Regions from separate parts of the Gossypium hirsutum genome. Here region 1 is linked to region 2. The links are chromatin contacts, called in public Hi-C maps. All regions are on one chromosome and are shown on one strand. Each heading gives the region's core, a stretch centred on a gene start, on an enhancer-like site or on the middle of the called end of the contact. The rest is flanking DNA. Distances are from core to core; before and after follow the strand shown. Region 1 holds the start of LOC107887294. Region 2 has its middle 17 kb from the start of LOC107887295.

The links. Hi-C and Micro-C count contacts between places; a contact is called where the count stands out from the background.
Region 1: a contact with region 2 is called in a Hi-C map of leaf, with 2.4 times the contacts expected there. The contact joins the promoter of LOC107887294 here to the enhancer-like site in region 2. A contact is called at or near these places in 5 of 34 Hi-C or Micro-C datasets (fibers, leaf and petal).

What each region holds. Positions count from the first base shown.
Region 1 is chrA03:24,384,884-24,387,716 of Gossypium_hirsutum_v2.1, reverse strand. It overlaps LOC107887294, which reads right to left and starts at 1,561. Exons shown (of 4, transcript XM_016811484.2): 1 at 1,316-1,561; 2 at 956-1,132; 3 at 1-79. The coding sequence starts at 1,330.
Region 2 is chrA03:24,205,710-24,208,545 of Gossypium_hirsutum_v2.1, reverse strand. No RefSeq gene overlaps it. Among protein-coding and RNA genes, the nearest start is that of LOC107887295, 17 kb to the right of the region's middle. Within about 2 kb of position 1,260, at least 3 of the 9 cell types and tissues checked have an H3K27ac peak or open chromatin away from gene starts, as enhancers often do. A contact at or near this core is called in leaf, where this site is marked.

The DNA.
Region 1 (2,833 bases), core at 312-2,811, 180 kb before region 2:
CCTCAGCCTCTCCCAGTTGTGCTTCGAGCTCTTCAATTCTTTTCTGTTGATTCAAGGACATCATCTCTGCATCATTAACCTACAATCATAACAGACAGCAAATACGTCAGTTATTCAGCATTGTTGTCACTGCACTGACTACTCTTTAATGTATATAAATATTACATAAGTCGAACGGGTAACCGTATGAGAGTATAACAATTTCAAACATAAGGAAAAAATTCACAAACATTTGAGCTTATCCATGTCAGGTGGGTACCACAGTCATAGCTGAGTTGGAGTGATGGAGCACAACATATGATACAAAACAATTTCTAATCCAAGATAAGAAACACAAAATCATGATTTGCTGCTTGAACCTACTCGATCAATTAGGCCATATACATTCAACTTTAGCAAGTTCACCATTACAAGTTGTTGGACAATTCTTATACACATAAACCAATGAATTTGCATGATCGAATACATTTTCTCTCACCACAATTCATAAAAGCCTCTGGGGTTTAAGAGAAAACTAAATGGGTTTAAGAGAAAACTAACCCAATGCAGGCAAAGCAAATACAACTATAAACAAAATACAAACGCATACCAAAAATTGTAATTCCAATTGACAAACTTGCATTCCTTCAAGCACGCTACACCTGTGATAAATGTTTGAAATGTCTATATTATTGAAAGCAATCTGTTGAGGGAATGTTGGAATCTTAGTTCTAGTGACCAAGAATGAAACCTTAGTAGACAGCTTTTATTTCAAAAAAAGGCTTATTAGAGTTCAATAAAACTATATCAGAAAAATGAGATCAAACATCAAAAACATTTATCACCAAACAAAACACACAATGAGACGAAACCCACATTACGATGCAAAAGGCAGTGAGCAAAGAAATTATAACACCCAAGCTGAAACATCGTCAAACAACAAAAACAAAAACAATCTTAAAAAACCAATAGTTACCTTAGCATCCAACATTTGTTTCAACCTAAGCAACATACGCAACGCCTCATCTTTAGCAGCGAACAGCTCTTGCTGATATCTTAGAGCCTTTCTCTCCGACACCATTATCCTCACCGCCGCCTCTTTAGCCGTGTTCAGAATGATTTCGGCATACGCCTTTTTCAAAGCCGTCAATTTCTGTTAAAAGAAAAAAAAAAGAAAACATCAAAGAAAACCCACATCGAAAATACTCCTGTTGAACCAATTAAAAATCAAAACCCAAGTCCTTCTAACAAAAAAGAAGAAGAAGCAGCTTCAAAATTCATACCCAAAGAACAAAAAGTAGATTAGATTAAGTGTAAAAGAATAGAGAAACTTTACTTGAGAATCCGCCATTGTAGCCACTAATGCATCGAATTGATTAAGTTCCTTTCAGACCAAGTTGCGAACAACAACAACAGTATGCAAACGGAGGTTTTGTTTTCCTTCCCTAGCAGCAGCTGTCTGTTACGAACTGAAAGACCCCTTATTTCCAAATACCAAGCTTACCCTCCACTCTCCCTTTTATTTACCAACGAAGCGACTTCAGCTGACTTAAGCGGCGGTTTTTTCTTATTCTTTTTTAAGTTATAACATGTTTCCGGTTCTATTCTATTTCTTCCTTCCGCGCCAGCGAAGTGGGGTCCACTAAGGAACTTGATGGACACGTGGCTTTCGATGCGTGAAGTGGTTTTACGTTTGGGCGGTAGCTTGATGGAGGGCCTAGCGTGAGGTAATGGGTAGATAAGTGAGGCTCTGGAAGTTGGGTGAAAGTAAAAGCAGTTGGCAACGGCAAAGGCCACATTGGAGTTTTGAGTTGAGACTTGGGACTTGAGAGCGGTTAATTTAAGCTTAAGCTTGTCAACCTCCGCATAATCTTTTTATTTGTTGGGTAACCTATAAAATTATAAAAATTTCAATTTTATTATTCTTGTTTTAAATTGTTTATATTTTAGTCACTCTAAATGATTAACGAGAGTGATAATGTGACTTTTTTAACTGGTATAATAAGTCTTCAATACTTATATGTTCTATTAATTTAATCCTTAAACATATATAATTAAATTATTGTTTATTATAAAATAGTAAAAAAATATAATATTATTTATATTATTTCGTATCAGCATGTACTTGTATATTATATTTACACCCGAATCTAAATAACATGATACTAAACAATATTATTAGATTAATAACTTGTGCCTTCAGTAATAAAAAAACGAGAGATGAAGAAACAAAAACAACATTTAGTGATAAAAAACACAAATAATCACGCAATGACTGACAACAGATTCTACTAAAAACTAGACTGCAATTGTTTTAAAATTTAACCTACAAAAATTTGGACTTCAATTAAATCATTTGCTTTTAAGAGATTAATGTTGTTAAGCTGGTAATGAAGCTTGCTAAGGCACGTGATTTTGAGGAGATTAAGGTTAATGGTTCGGTAATTCTTGATGTCTAGAAAGTTAAATTCCCGTATTGGTAGCAAAGAAGTTTGCAGAAGCTTTCATCATTCTCAGTCTCGTGCCCATAAATTTCATATTCACTAACATAGCTTAAAAAAATTTGAATTCATAATATATATAAAAATAATAGTATATGTTTCCTTAAATAATATTATATTTTGTACTTTTCATAACATAAAATAATCATTTAATTATAATTATATTTAATTATATGTGTTTAATGAACAAATTAATAGAATTTGTAAATATAGAGAGTTAACTTTATTAAATTATTTAGAATTAAGATTAAATTGATACTATGTATAAGTAATGAGGACTAAATATGTTATTATATTAGTTAAAAAATGTCATATCATCAACTCCATTCACTATTTAATGAAGAGTGACCAAA
Region 2 (2,836 bases), core at 11-2,510:
TTACTTACAAATCTGGTTTTATTTTATGCAATCAATTTTTTAAAATTATTTTAATTTCTAAGCAAGTAGAATTCCTTTTTCTTTTCTTTTTAATTTTAATTTTTAATTTTCTATTTTTTTAATTTTTAATCAAATCTCAAATTTTGATAAAACCACCGATGGTGGCTATAATTTTTCAAATTTTGATTTTTTTATTAGTGTTTTTTTTCTAAATTTTTAATGGTTAATTTTAGTTTTTCTTTCAATTTTTTCTTATGATTATTGTTTTTTTTTAATTATTGATTTGAGTTTTTTTAAAAAAAAATTGGTTATGTTTTTTTCCGACATATAGTTTCAACCTTCCCAAAATTTTAATTTATTTTAATTAAAGTTAAATTAAATTAAAAATGATATCGTATGTGGTTGAGTGTAGAATAATATTTAGATGTCTTTAAAAATTGATGACGTGACATTACTTTATTGGTGCCTAAAAACTATATATTTTAGATTCATTCTAATATATATTATTCCCTTTTATTTTTATTGTAATTATTTGCTTCAATATATGATTGTTGTTATTATTTATTAATATTGTTTTTTTATTTTATGATTACTATTATTTAGTTATTTATTTTTACATATATCCTAACTCATTTAATTGTGTTTAAAGTATATGAAGTAAAGGAAAATAACTTGTAAACATTTTGATTATAAAATAAATAAAAAACTATTTTTTAGTATTTTTATATTCATTTTATGGTTTATGTATGGGACTTATGGCTCTTCCTTTCAACAATATCATTTTCAAAATTGAAAGCTGCATTTTATTATTTATGTTTGGAATTTATGATCCATCCTTTTTAACAATATCATATCTAAAGTTGAAACTTGCATTTTCTCATTAAGAATATAATGTCTTTTCACTGCACCTAACACTTGTTGGTTAAAGTTTAAGTACTTTTTTTTTCCGATTTAAGGGTTATGGAGGGATTATATTGATTTTACTTGTGTGTCTAAGGTTGGATCCAAGTGCGCTTCAAGGCGGATAAGGCCACAAGAGAGGAGGATAGCGCAAGGTTAAAGAAATTGAGATGAAGTACCTGCCCATTATTGATGTGGAGTGTCAGACAGAGATGCTTAAAGAAAGAAAGAATAAATACTCTAATAGTATTTGTGAACAGGGGAATGCATGCACAAGGAAAGTCTACAGGGACGACGGCCATTGATTGCTTGGTGCAAATGGCATTGACATTTTTATATTTCTTTTGGAATTGGTTTTGGCTTGCTAGGTGGGAGGGTGGGGGCATGGGGGCATCTCAAATTGGACGTGTTGTTGTCAATAGAATCATGTGCCCCATGAAAATGGTATTGATCTGTCTTTTTGTGGGGTTCTTTATCAACATATACAAAAAAGGTATTGACCAATGCATATTTTACTAGATTTTATTCTTCCTTCCTTTTGAGTCAAGTCAAAATCATCTATAAGTTTCAAATTGAGCATTCACAAAATTCTGAGGATTGACTAGAAAAAAGGAAGTGGTCACAATGCCTCATACCTGAATTATAGAGAGAAGCATTTTATAACATGAACCATGCTATTACCGTTGTTAGCTTGGAAGGCCTTGCCCCAGTATCACATGCTTTGAGTTCATTTAATTTTCACCTGATAAAACTAAACAAAGCTAACCCCGAAAGCTTAAAGTCCAAAAAAAAAAAGATTTGCATCAAAAAGAGGTTTGAGTCAAGTCTAAGGCTAACAAATGCACATGGTAGCATAAATGAAACCTGGGTAAGAAATCCAGATTATGGTACAACGACCCTAGCATTATATTATTTTCATGGGGCTATATCTTAGATGCAAGTTGGGTAGCCAATGTGGCATGGTCAGAAACTTCAAGACCTTTCCTTAATCTTTGAGGAGACTCTATCTCTGAAAACATGAGGTCCCTACCCTATTAGTGAATATATTCCATTATGGTCAGCGACAATTGCGACAGGAAAGAAAAGGTCATAGAAAAAGAAAACCTATGGATGAATCAAATTGATGAGAAGGGATCAAAAACTCTTAATTTCCGTCTGATATAAATATAGACTTCAAAATGTTGTGTTTTTGCATACATGAGAGGAAGAAAGGTCTAATATGAAGATAAGAGATCTGTTTGGTAGCCAAGGATGACTTGCCTGCTCCTTCCAAGAGGTTTCAAATTTCCCTGAAACCATTGTTGGGTACCAGGCAGTCACCTTGGCTAACTTGACAGGTTCTTTTCTTTCATGCTAGTCCTTGTCTTCCTTCCCTTGTCAATGTACGTGCATTTTGGTATATATATATATGGAATACAAGGAATCAATGAAATGGAAGAGAGGTCTTCCATGAAGATAAGAATCTTGTTTGGTAACCAAGGATGACTTGCCTGTAGCTCACAAGAAGTTTCACCAAGTTTAATTTCTTGTTTGGATTCCAGGCAATCATCCTTGGTTAAGTTGACAGGTTCTTCTCCCTCATGATAGACCTTTTCTCTTCTTCCTTTGAACAAGTTAGTTTGGGAGCATGCAGGATATAGTGAAACCACCATTTTTAGCTTTGGGGAAAGAATAATGTGATCTATGGATCACTTTATTATCTGAATACAGATAGGACGTGATGAGCCACTCCTTTGATGATAAGAGCATGTCAGTAACTCATTTCTGCTGAACATGAATGGTTTTAATGTCTGCTAGCTGCTTTAATGTTATCTGATAGCACTTTGAAATCTTAGTTCTAGTTTCACTTTGTTTGGTTTTGATAAATGCAATTTCGTAGGCTATCAATCAATCTTAAAAAAATCATCATTAAAATATTCAATAATTATATTTATTT